Linked DNA regions of Mus musculus: region 1 is linked to region 2. A link is a contact called in public HiChIP or PLAC-seq data. All regions are on one chromosome and are shown on one strand. Each heading gives the region's core, a stretch centred on a gene start, on an enhancer-like site or on the middle of the called end of the contact. The rest is flanking DNA. Distances are from core to core; before and after follow the strand shown.

Region 1 (5,817 bases), core at 368-2,867, 76 kb after region 2:
CGTATATAATGTGTGTTAAGCATTCCATACCATTCCCCATTTCCCTCATTGACTCCCCCAAAGCCAGTCCCTTCTTTTTACCAAATGGTCCCCTGTTTGGTTTCAGACATGACAAGTGACTGAGGCACACATCTTACATATCAAAGCAGACCTGGCCTCCAGGTCTCCCAGAATTCCTGAGTCCCTACCTGGCACACCCTGCCCTCAACCTTGAACTTTCCAGCCCAGGGGCTGAGAGGCCCTCCCCCCCCAGGGGCTCCTCCCTATTTAATCCAGACTTTTTGCTTGCCCTCTCCCTCTCTCTCTCCTCTTTTCTTCTCTCTTTCTCTCCCTGCCTTCTTCTCTCCCTTACCCCTCCTGCCCACATGGCGACTTCTCTGGCTTTGGTCCTTGGGGCCAGTGATCTCACTTGTCCAAGAGCAACTTCCCAATAAACCTGCCTTTAATATTGATCTAATCTGGCTCAAACTGGCTCATTTGACCAATGGTGGAGAAATAACATATCACCCCCTTCTACATTTCTGCTCTCTTTTATAAATCCTAGATTCCACATATGAGAAAAAAGAAAGACAACCCACAGGATTTCTCCTTCTGAGCCTGACACTCACCATGATGATCTCCATTTCCAACCATTTTCTTGCCTATGATGTAACTGCTTCGTTCCTCCTTTGGGCTGGATAAATCCAGTCATATGTTGATGAGCATCCTGGCTGCTGCCATACCTTGACCACTGTGAGTGGCTCTGCAGTCAACATGGTTGTCTGTGCAAGGATCTTTGTGTGGAGTTAGAGTCCTCAGTGGCCTAGCCAGGTCACACAGGAGCGTCCATGCTGATCTCCATAGTGGCTGCACTAGTTATCTTCCCACTAACAGTGTTTGAGCTCTGAAGGCTGGGGCCTTGTGATGGGGGGGGGGGCAGTGTGTGCAGAGGGTCAGTGTGTATGAAGTGTGAGTGCGTGTGGAGTGTGCATATATGTGGAATGTGCGTGGGTGTGCGTGGGTGTGCATGTGGTGTGTGTGTGTGTGTGTGTGTGTGTGTGTGTGTGTGTAGTGATTCTCTGAGTAATTTTTCAAAAGAAAATGCATTTCTTTTACATTGTGGAGGACAGTCCCAGGAGCACAATTCTTGTCTCCCTGTCCTCTGTTTGCCCAGCTCCCAGTGTTCTCTTCCTAGCGTAGGGATAAGATCACGTTCTTAGCCTTGGGAATAAATCAATCCTATCTAGCTTGAGATGGTAAGCTGCTCCTTCGGGACCACAGCCAAAGGTGTAGAGAAAGAATGGGGGATGTGCAGAGAGGGGGAGAGCAAGAGGGAACTATATTGAATCTCAATACAATTCTCTGATAGTAGCAGGCATTTTCTTCCATCCTGGCTTATTGTAGCTCTAAAACCCAATGTCGCACCCTGCCTTCCAGTAAGCCTAACAATTTAGATTTATCTCCAGCAGTCTGAATGACAGTCTAGGGTAGACTCTGAGAAATCTCACTCTTCAGATTTCTAGAAGTATTTGAAATGAGAATTTTGAAATTTACACTTTTCCTGGATCCCTGAGAGGAAGTAGCTGTTGGGGGAGGCAGGAACCACCCACATTCCTCTGGCTTTGTCGACTGTCTCCAACACTCCTATAAATTGTGACCAAGGGGTATTTCCAGAAGGCTGTAAGCCATAGAGGAGCAGTGTGTTCCATCCCCTCGTCTTTGGTAATGTAGAAAGAAACTCTGCCTCTCTGAAACTCAGCTGTGGGTCCACATAAATGACTGTGACATATGTTAGTATTTGTTTGGTTTGAGACAAAGTCTCATTATATAGCCTTGACTGTCCTGGAACTTGCTATGTAGATCAGGCTGGCCTCCAACTCAAAGAGATCCATGCCTCCCAAGCCCCATACTGGTTTTAAAAGACTTCTCCACCACACCTGTCACATGTTAAACTTTATTTGAGTACTAAAATCAATGGCATATGAACTCCTGGAAGCAAGATAGGAGCAAATAATCAAGAGGGGGGGTGGGGAGGAAGAGGGAGAGAGAGAGACCGTGATGACTGGACCAGAGATCAGCAAGAAGAGAAAGCCTGAGGCCTAAGGCTAGAGGGAGGAAGTTGGAGAGGAGCTTACCAAGTCCAGCACCCCCCCCCCCCGACACTCCCCCTCCCCCTCCCGTGGCCACCAGAAGCAAACTGCAGCTACAGAGGAGCTTGGTTCAGGGAGAAATGCAGAAACTGCCAATGGGCATGTATGCAGAAGCAAGGCACACTTCCTCCTGCCCTCCCCAACAATCCATTGTCAAAATGTCTCCTTAGCTGTACCAATACCCCTGACCAAGCGTCCTGGGAAAAACAGCTTTCAGTGCCTAATCCTATCCCACACAATCATGATAAGCTGGTGGACTGAAGGGTACGGTGACTAGCCTGATCTAATAGCACACATCTACAGTATAGACTATGGATGTCAAAACAACATATTGTCCCTTGCGAATAGAGTATCATTTCTCAAATGGCAACACATAACTTTGGGCAGGGATGTGTGGAAGCAACAAAAGCTGGGGCAAGGCCCACATGAGGAGCGCCAGAGGGAACTCTCAGATCTGGAGAGCACCCCTCAAAGCTCTGGGGACAGCACATACTCAGCTGTTTTAAACAAACATTTGCTGAGCGTGCTGGGCTTGGCTCTAAGCACATTCCTCACGTTAGCACACTTGATCTCTCAATGAGCAGTAATGTCAGCTCTACGTTTCACAGGTAAGGAGGAAAGACAAAGAAGGGGCCCTAGAAGGTGGCACAGCCCAGGGTACAGATGAAGAAGTCTGAGTCCAGCCATGCCATTTGTGTGTGCCTGGTTCTGTTTTCTAGGCCATGATGGTCACTATGGAAAGGTGTGTGCCAATGACTTCATTACCCTCCTAAAGCGCCTGGTCCCTCGCTACCTCATCTGACCTTTCCTTTCCCATGTAGCTATCCCCTCCCTCTCTCCCTCCCTCCCTCCCTCCCTCCCTCCCTCCCTCCCTCCCTCCCTCCCTCCCTCTCTCCCTCCCTCCCTTCTTCCCTCTCTCCCTTCCTCTCTACAGCACAGGCTGCCCTAGGACTCACTGTAGGTCAAGCTGGCCTCTAATTTGTGTTATCTTCCTGGGGTTATAGGTGTGCATCCCTGTGCCCTCCTGTCTTCATCACGTATAACAATAGTAGTAAATGTCCCTTCCTCATCCTCCTGCAGGATCACAGTGCCCTGCCACCTTATCTCTTGCAGTAGCAGACTGAGAATTAAAGCCAATGTTGGAGTTGCCTGCCCTACCCTTCCCTGTGAGATCAGGATTAGGAAATGAATTCGCCCACCACTCGTACCCAGAACAACCATCATAAGAATTAACCGGTGGGGCAGCCAGACTCTTTCTGCAGCCAGTGATGGATGGCACACAGGCTCTGTGCAGGAGACACTTCTGCTCTTCTCCCAGCACTGTGTGCCCAGCGCCACAGGGGAGACCAAGAGGGTGTCGCCCACAAGATGAGGGGCCCCACCCAGGTGAGGCTGCTCAACTGGATCATCTGGAGGGACTGGGGTTCAGCAGGCAAGCTGAAGGAAAAGGACTAAGAAGGAGGTTCAGGTGGGTGGAGGGTGCAAGGGTGTCCCAGAACCTATCCGGTGGCTGCTGGCCAGGCCGCATTGGGTGGGTGGGGGAGGTGCTCTTTGCACATGTTGCTGAGGAAAGATCTGACATCCCGAAGGAGAAAGGCTCCCTGAACCCCGTGCTACGCCGTGACCCCTTTGAATTAATTTGTGTTTTCAGCTACAATCTTTAAATCCCCACTCTGTCAAGGAGCCGTCTAGAGCCTGTTTGTCACAAACTGTTGATCATTCCCCTAATGCTGTAGTATCGTCCTTCAAGCTATTGATCACCAATATCCAGAACAACAAGGCTCTGGTAGAGCACTGAACGTCACCAAAGACTTCTATTGGGTACTGATCAGACCAATCACCCTCAGGCTGATGGATTCTACTGAGGTCAAGTTGCAAGTAGAAATACTTCTAGCTCACACTTTTCCAGGCTGGTCTCTAAAGAAGGTCCTGCCCACCATCTTGCTGAAATGTAGATGTGCTGAATCACCAGTATCTGCCAGCTCTGTGGCCCGATTTGAAGAGGAAAAAGCTGATGTGCCCCTCACAGCTCTTCTGGGGAGCACACAGGGTTTTCTGGAGAGCACGCCCCACACTGTGCTGGTATCCCATGTGCTGGTATCCCATCATGCACCAGATGCTGGTATCCCATCATGCACCAGATCCAGAATGTTCACGGTAACTGCGACTTCTGCCACTCTGGCCTTTTGGGCTGCCTCACGCTTGCTGTGGTGTGTGAGAAGCGAACAACAGTGACCAAGCAAGCTGCCCTGATGCCCTACTGCTCTAGCATCTCCATGCCAACCTTGGGCTCGATGGCATGCTGGCCTTTCCCATTCCGGAACATTCCCAAAGGAGCAAGGGGGAGCCAGAGCTTAGCATTCTCATCCTCTCTCTCTCTCTCTCTCTCTCTCTCTCTCTCTCTCTCTGGTGTCCATATTGCACGCTGACCAGCTTGGTCTTTGAACAAAGGCATGTCAGGCCCCTGTGTTTAGTGGACAGTTGTAAGATTTTGACTGTCTCAGGACATTTTTAATGAATAGCCCATCTCTCACCTGCAGGGATGCACAGGCATAATGTGTGCACTAAGATTGGCCATTTTTGGGGGTTTTTTGGTGTGTTTTTTTGAGACAGGGTTTCTCTGTGTAGCCCTGGAACTCACTCTGTAGACCAGGCTGGCCTCGAACTCAGAAATTCGCCTGCCTCTGCCTCCCAAGTGCTGGGATTAAAGGCGTGTGCCACCACGCCCAGCTTCCATTTTTGTCCTGAGTGTGAGAAAGAAGTTCCAGGAAGACATTACAAGTAGATCTGGCAGGTGTGGATCTAAACACCAGCTCTTTAGCTGGAAGGCTGGGACCTGAGTAATCACCTGCCCACCTCCAAGCCTGTTTCCACATCTATGCAATGGAAATCATAATTGTATCCACCTGCTGTGGTTTGGCTCTAAAACACCTCCTCACAGGCTCATGTGTTTGAACAATTGGCCCCCAGCTGATGGCACTGCGTGGGGAGTGTGGAACCTCTGACTTGGGACCTCATTAGTGAACATGGGCAACTAGGACTGGCCTCTGAGGTCAGTCTTGTTTCCACTTTGCCTCCTGATCACCATGATGTGAAGAGACTTCATCATAAGCTCCAGGCTGCCATAGCTCCCATGCTCTCCCCACTATGATGGGGAAATACTCTGAAATTGTAAGCCCGAGCATACCTCTTCCCCCAGAGAAAAACGACACATCACCCCCCTACCCCCCATAGCTGAGGATGGAGACTGTGAAGGGAGAAGGCTCGGAGCCATAGGGAACAGTGCTCACGTGGTGTCCAGCTTTCAGAGTGCAGGGTTACAGCAGCCGCCTTGCAGGCTTCCTAAGCCTCCCAAAGCCAATGCAATAGCACGAGCAGACTCTGGGGCTGTGGAGCTGTGAGCTCTGAGCTGTGATCTCCATAGGCTTACTCAACCCTTGAGTGACCTGCAGGGGAGGCTGGCACTGGACTCCCAGAGTCCCAGTTATTGTTCCACCATAATTATAACCACCTAAGTGTGGTGAGTCAGAAACTGTAGGGTTAAATGGCTGGAAGAACGAGGTCTAAAAGGCGCCTTCAGGAACTGGTCTGGGTGACTCTTTAGAGGCACTTAAAACATGGATGGGAGGTACCAGGCCCCAGAAATGGCATGTGTCCCAAGCAGCTACAGCTTCCTGCACGTGTGGTC
Region 2 (5,286 bases), core at 1,288-3,787:
GCTACTCAATCAAGAGCAACCAGGTTTTGACTCGTAGTGGTTTTCTTTGCTTATTTTTTGTGGGTCTACAAAATCGAAGCCAAGGCCACTGAGCTAAGTATATTTCTAAAGAAAAAACAAAACAAAACAAAACAAAAAACTAGATTCATAGGCTGGGTCCAGTGGCATATGCCTTTAATCCCAGCACTCGGGAGACAGAGTCAGGCAGATCTCTTGTGAGTTGGAGAATAACCTGGTCTTCATATCAAGTTTTAGTACAGGCAGGACTACATAGAGAGACTGTTTCAAAAAAATTTTAAAAAAAATTCATGTGTCACCATGCTGCTTAGTTTTTGTCGAATTGACACAAACTAGAGTCACTTGGGAGGAGAAAGCTTCAGAGAGGAACTGCCTCCATCAGATTGGCCTGTAGGCATGGCCGCAGGGCATTTTCTTGATGAATGCTTGAAATGAGAGGGCTCAACTCCTGTTGGTGCTACTGCCCCTGGGCAAATAGTCCTGAGGGATATAAGAAAGCCAGCCAAGGAGCTGGAGAGATGGCTCAGCGGTTGAGAGCACTTGTTCTTGCGGAGGACCTGGGTTTGATTCCCAACGCCCACACGGTGACACACAACTATCTATACCTCCAGTTCCTCTTCTGACCTCTGCAGGCACCAGGCACACATGCGGTACACAGGTATGCATGTGTGTAAAACATGTGTACATATAAAATAAATTTCTTTTAATTAAAGAAAGAAAGCTGAGCAAGCCATGAGAGCAAGTCACTAAATGTTGTGTCCGGCCAGCAGACCACAACCTGGGTACTAGCCTGGAAAGGCATTTTGGAAACCTGGAAGAGAAGAGGGGCTAGGTGGCGAGAGAAAAGAATGTAGCCAAGACAGTTACTCTGATCAAGGCTCAAATTTTATTGTTGCGACACTAGTTATGAAGGAAGGGGGAGGGGACCCGATTCCCGCCGAATAATCTCTGGTCCAGTAGAAAGGTGCACGTGTGTGGCTCCGCAGGTTCCAGCAGTGGGCGTGGCAGAACGAATGAGCAGGAAGCTCCACCCCTGAGCAAGCAGGTTTCAGGCTGGGGGAGGGGAGACTACAACTAAATAGTGTCCTCCATGCAGTGTTCACAATCTTCCCAATGCTGCAACCTTTAATACGATTCCTCCTGTTGTGGGGACTCCCCCACCCCCATAAAATTATTTTGTTGCTACTTCATAACTGTAATTTTGCTATTGTTATTAGTCATGATGTAAATATCTGATATGTATGCCCGAAGGCACCAAGGAGACCCACAGGTTGAGAACCGCTACTCCATGGTGACTGCTTCAGTTTCTGCCTTGGGTTCCTGTCTTGGCTTTCTTCTATTATGGAAGTCAAGCAAACCCTTTTCTCCCCAAGCTACTTTTGGTCGGAGTGGTTTATCACAACAATAGAGAGTTTACCAGTTTTGTGTGTGTTGGGGGGGGGGGGTTGGAGTTAGTTCCAGCCATGGTGAAAAACTGCAACCAGAACTATAGGAAATATTGATGTGCCCTCTGTCTTAGTTAGGGTTTTACTGCTGTGAGCAGACACCATGACCAAAGTAGCTTTTATAAGGCCAATGTTTACTTGGGGCTGGCTTACAGGTTCAGAGCTTCAGTCCATTATCATCAAGGTGTGAACATGGCAGCGTCCAGGCAGGCATGGTGCAGGAGGAGCTGAGAGTGCTGCATCTTCATCTGCAGGCTGCTGGGAGAAGACTGACTTCCAGGCAGCTAGGATGAGGGTCTTAAAGCCCACACCCACCGTGACACACCTACTCTAACAAGGCCACACCTTCTAATAATGCCACTCCCTGGGCCAAGCATATACAAACCATCACACCCTCCAATGAAGCAGGGTTTCTTAAATAAGACAAAAGCAAAAGTTAGCATGAAACAATTATACACTGAGTTACATGACTTAGAAATTAGTCTTTCTCTCTCTTTGTTTCTATCATTTGTTTTTGAAGACAGAGTTTCTCTGTGTAGCCCTGGCTCTCCTGGAACTTGCTTTGTAGATCAGGCTGGCCTCAAGCTCACAGAAATCACCCTCCCTTGCCTACACAGTGCTGGGATTAAAGGAGTGTACCGTCATGCCCTGCTAGAAATGGTTTTTCATGATAAGTATACCACTGACAAAGTGAAAAGACAAACATAGACTTGGTGAAGACATCTGTATCTCACATTGCCAAGCAATCGCTATAAAAAGTATACAGTCTATTCTTAAAAGTTATAAAGAAAAAGTAAACACAACCCTCCAAAAAAGAAAGAATGTATAAAATTGTGTGTGTGTGTGTGTGTGTGTGTGTGTGTGTGTTAATTATTCTTTTGGTCACTGTGACCACATACCTGTCCAGGACTTAGGAGAAGGAATGATTTGTGCTCCTGGTTCAGGAGTGCCTTCACCTTCATGCAGAAAGCCTGGCTGTCAGGAAGCAGAAAGCCTGCAGGAAGCAGGCCAGGCTCTAACCTACTAGACTTACCAGTGGTGACCCATTTCCTCCAGTTTGGCCCCACCTCCGCCACATCCTCCCTGAAATGCCACCATCTGAGGACCAAACATTCAAATAAGAGCTGTGGGAGACATTTCACACTGAAACCGCAGCTGACTGCAACCAAGCAGGTAGCAGAAGAGGACATTTAATGGTCTGTGGTCACATGAAAATGTGTGCTATTAAATTAAAAGTCAGAGAGATGCAAATTAAAACAATCAGAAGCTGTTTCATGCCCCCCAGAAGTGAGACAGTACCAGCAGGTGATTAGAATGGAGAGAAACACAGGGACACATTTGGAAGCTAACAGCTGACCAACAATTCCACTTCCGTGTGTCCAGAGACATGGGGACTGGAAGAATGTCCTTTTCAGTATTCTGAAATAGCTAACCGTGAAAGCAAGTCGCCTGACCCACAGGAGTAAAAAGGAGCGAGAACAGTGTGGTTACAGAAGCAGTTCAACACTGCGTTCATCACAGTGAGTGAGCCAGGTCAGCTGGATGGCTCTGGGATGGGTAAATCCAACGGGCATAACTAGCTAAAAATGAAGCAAAGTAACACATGATTTATATGAAATTTAAAGTTCATGAAACAAGAGTACGGATTGCTTATCAGTACACAGTACAGACGTTCAATCTTCCTGGTTGCTAGGCACATCCATGAAAAGGAAAAGGCCCTTCAATCCAGCTGTGCTAATACCGCACTGTCTGGAGAGGCCCTGGAACTTACACTCCACAGCGTCTGACTTATGTCTTTATTTATTGCAGGTGGGAGTTGAACCAAGGGCCTTGGGCATGCTCAGTAAGCACTTACCACGGAGCTGCACCCAGACACACTTGAGACCAAATGAGGCCAACATGAGAACTGGCCACAAAATTTGTACAAAGAATGCTGAATGGTTTCCAGAAGTTTCTGGTGTTACCTGTTAGTTTCTCTTTCCTAAGCAATTGGTGATGACTCTCAATGAGTGGGGCTCTGGGATGGCTCTGGGACGACCCTGGGATGCAGGGATGGCTGTAGGGATGAGTCTGGCCTGCTCTATGAGCTGCCATGCTGGCCACAGCCTCTAAATCTTTTGGCTTGGTAGAAGAGAACCATGATCTTCCCTTAATTTTCCCATCGCACATAATATGCACATTTACACACGACTTCAGGTACCCACATCATACACACTCAAAACCACGAAGAAACACTAGAACCACTCCCTCATCCAAACACCTGGATTCCTCCCTTCTCTGCAACAAGAGCAGGCTGTTTAACCATTCAGTGTTGAGTAGATAGTGTGGAGTCAGATCTGATTACATAACGGCAGACTGTGGAATGGTGGGGTGTGATGCCCACAAACACACTGCTCTTAGATAACAAAGGGCAGTGGTATAATCCACACTGGGACCGCCGTAACACAGTAGCCCACGCTCACATTCTGTGACTTTTCTTTCTCACTTTGGGAGCAGAGCTAACCTCATCCAACAGTCTAGCTCCGAGTTCAAGGGCTCTACTGTATGTAAAGCTCTTCTCTACGTTGAGAGACAACCCTTCTTTTTCCCATGCCCATTCTCCAAGGCCCTCACACCCTACTACTCTACTGTCGTGGAGTCGGTAGTTGTCTGATCCTTATTTCTCCTGCTACTTTTTTGGGATGGTGCCGCAAGATGCTGTTTGTCTTTGATTCATCACAGGGACTCATTCCTACAAGCAGCCACACAGTCCAGGCGCTGTGCTGGATCAGGGTCCTCCGCGGACCCTCACAGCCGACAGCAGTGGACAGCTGCTCCATTATGTGCAATTGGCTGTTTGTGTTTTCAGTCCTAGGGATTCAATTCAAGGTTTTGAGGATCCAGACAAGTGCCCTACCCACCGAGCTGTACCCCAGGCCAGAAGCTTGGGAGCACCCACCTCATTCTATTGAATTTGGATGATGAGTTCAGAGGTGTAGACAGCTCTTAGCTTTAAAAAATGGCATGCCTGTGGGAAAACTTCTTTTGCAAATCAGGAAGAAAATGCCTCTTTGTATGAATCACTTTTTTTTTTTTTTGGTTTTGTTTTGTTTTTAGTGTGTTGGCAGAAAGAGCAACTAGCAAACCATTCCTGGAAGGCCTTCTGCGTCCCTTAGAATCCACACGTGGACATCCCTGGAACCTGGCCCGTAGGTGGCAGTCTCCCTTCATCCTGGTTCCTGGATCACAGCCCTCAGGACTGTAGGTGACACTTGTATCTTTAGTGTCTCCTAATGTTAACCGTTTCCTCTCCTCGGTGGTCTGCTCATGGGTGGGGGCGGGGCACACAGACACTAAGTAGAACTGAAGAAAGAAACGTGACCTGGAACAGTTCAGAGCCAGAAGCTGGGGTGGCACCTGCTCCCCACAAGCTGCCCTAGGATCCTCTTGCAGAATGGATAAGTAGCAGACAGTTGCTCATGATAAGCAAAATGAGGTAGATAAAGCTGCTGAGAATCAACCTGTTTGCAAAAAGTCGTTCATGTTGGTGTAAGCCTTTGTCCCTGTCTGGTCTCCCCTCCCTTCCTTGCCAACACATCCCCACAGAGTTTGCAGTGGGCCTCCCTCTCCTAAATAAGGCCCTGCCCTCACCCGCCCCCACAGACCTCCTCAACAAGATTCAGAGAGACCCAGCAGAGGTGAAGACTGCAACATATTCATGGGTACACATGAATGAACCCTCCTCCTGCTGCTGCCGTTCTTGATGGGATGGCCAAAGGAAACTGAGATAAAGAAAAGGCAACCAGCCTCTGCATTTCCTCCAGCCTAAAGGCTGGCACTGGGA

The links. HiChIP or PLAC-seq counts read pairs in DNA pulled down with a chosen protein or histone mark.
Region 1: an H3K27ac HiChIP or PLAC-seq map of the HPC-7 cell line shows a contact between it and region 2, with 6 times the contacts expected there. The contact joins two enhancer-like sites. A contact is called at or near these places in 4 of 484 Hi-C or Micro-C datasets (the N1E-115 cell line, embryonic stem cells, gonadal supporting cells and 1 more) and 5 of 115 datasets of contacts at active chromatin or transcription factors (the HPC-7 cell line, bone marrow-derived macrophages, embryonic stem cells and 1 more).

What each region holds. Positions count from the first base shown.
Region 1 is chr10:42,142,769-42,148,585 of GRCm38.p6, forward strand. No RefSeq gene overlaps it. Among named protein-coding and RNA genes, the nearest start is that of Gm40630, 64 kb to the left of the region's middle. Within about 2 kb of position 1,618, at least 11 of the 459 cell types and tissues checked have an H3K27ac peak or open chromatin away from gene starts, as enhancers often do. A contact at or near this core is called in the HPC-7 cell line, where this site is marked.
Region 2 is chr10:42,066,159-42,071,444 of GRCm38.p6, forward strand. Gm40630 (a long non-coding RNA gene) reads right to left here. Exons shown (of 5, transcript XR_871601.1): 3 at 2,363-5,286. It overlaps Gm51798 (a long non-coding RNA gene), which reads left to right. Exons shown (of 3, transcript XR_003948997.1): 2 at 4,560-4,703. Among named protein-coding and RNA genes, the nearest start is that of Gm40630, 13 kb to the right of the region's middle. Within about 2 kb of position 2,538, at least 39 of the 459 cell types and tissues checked have an H3K27ac peak or open chromatin away from gene starts, as enhancers often do. A contact at or near this core is called in the HPC-7 cell line, where this site is marked.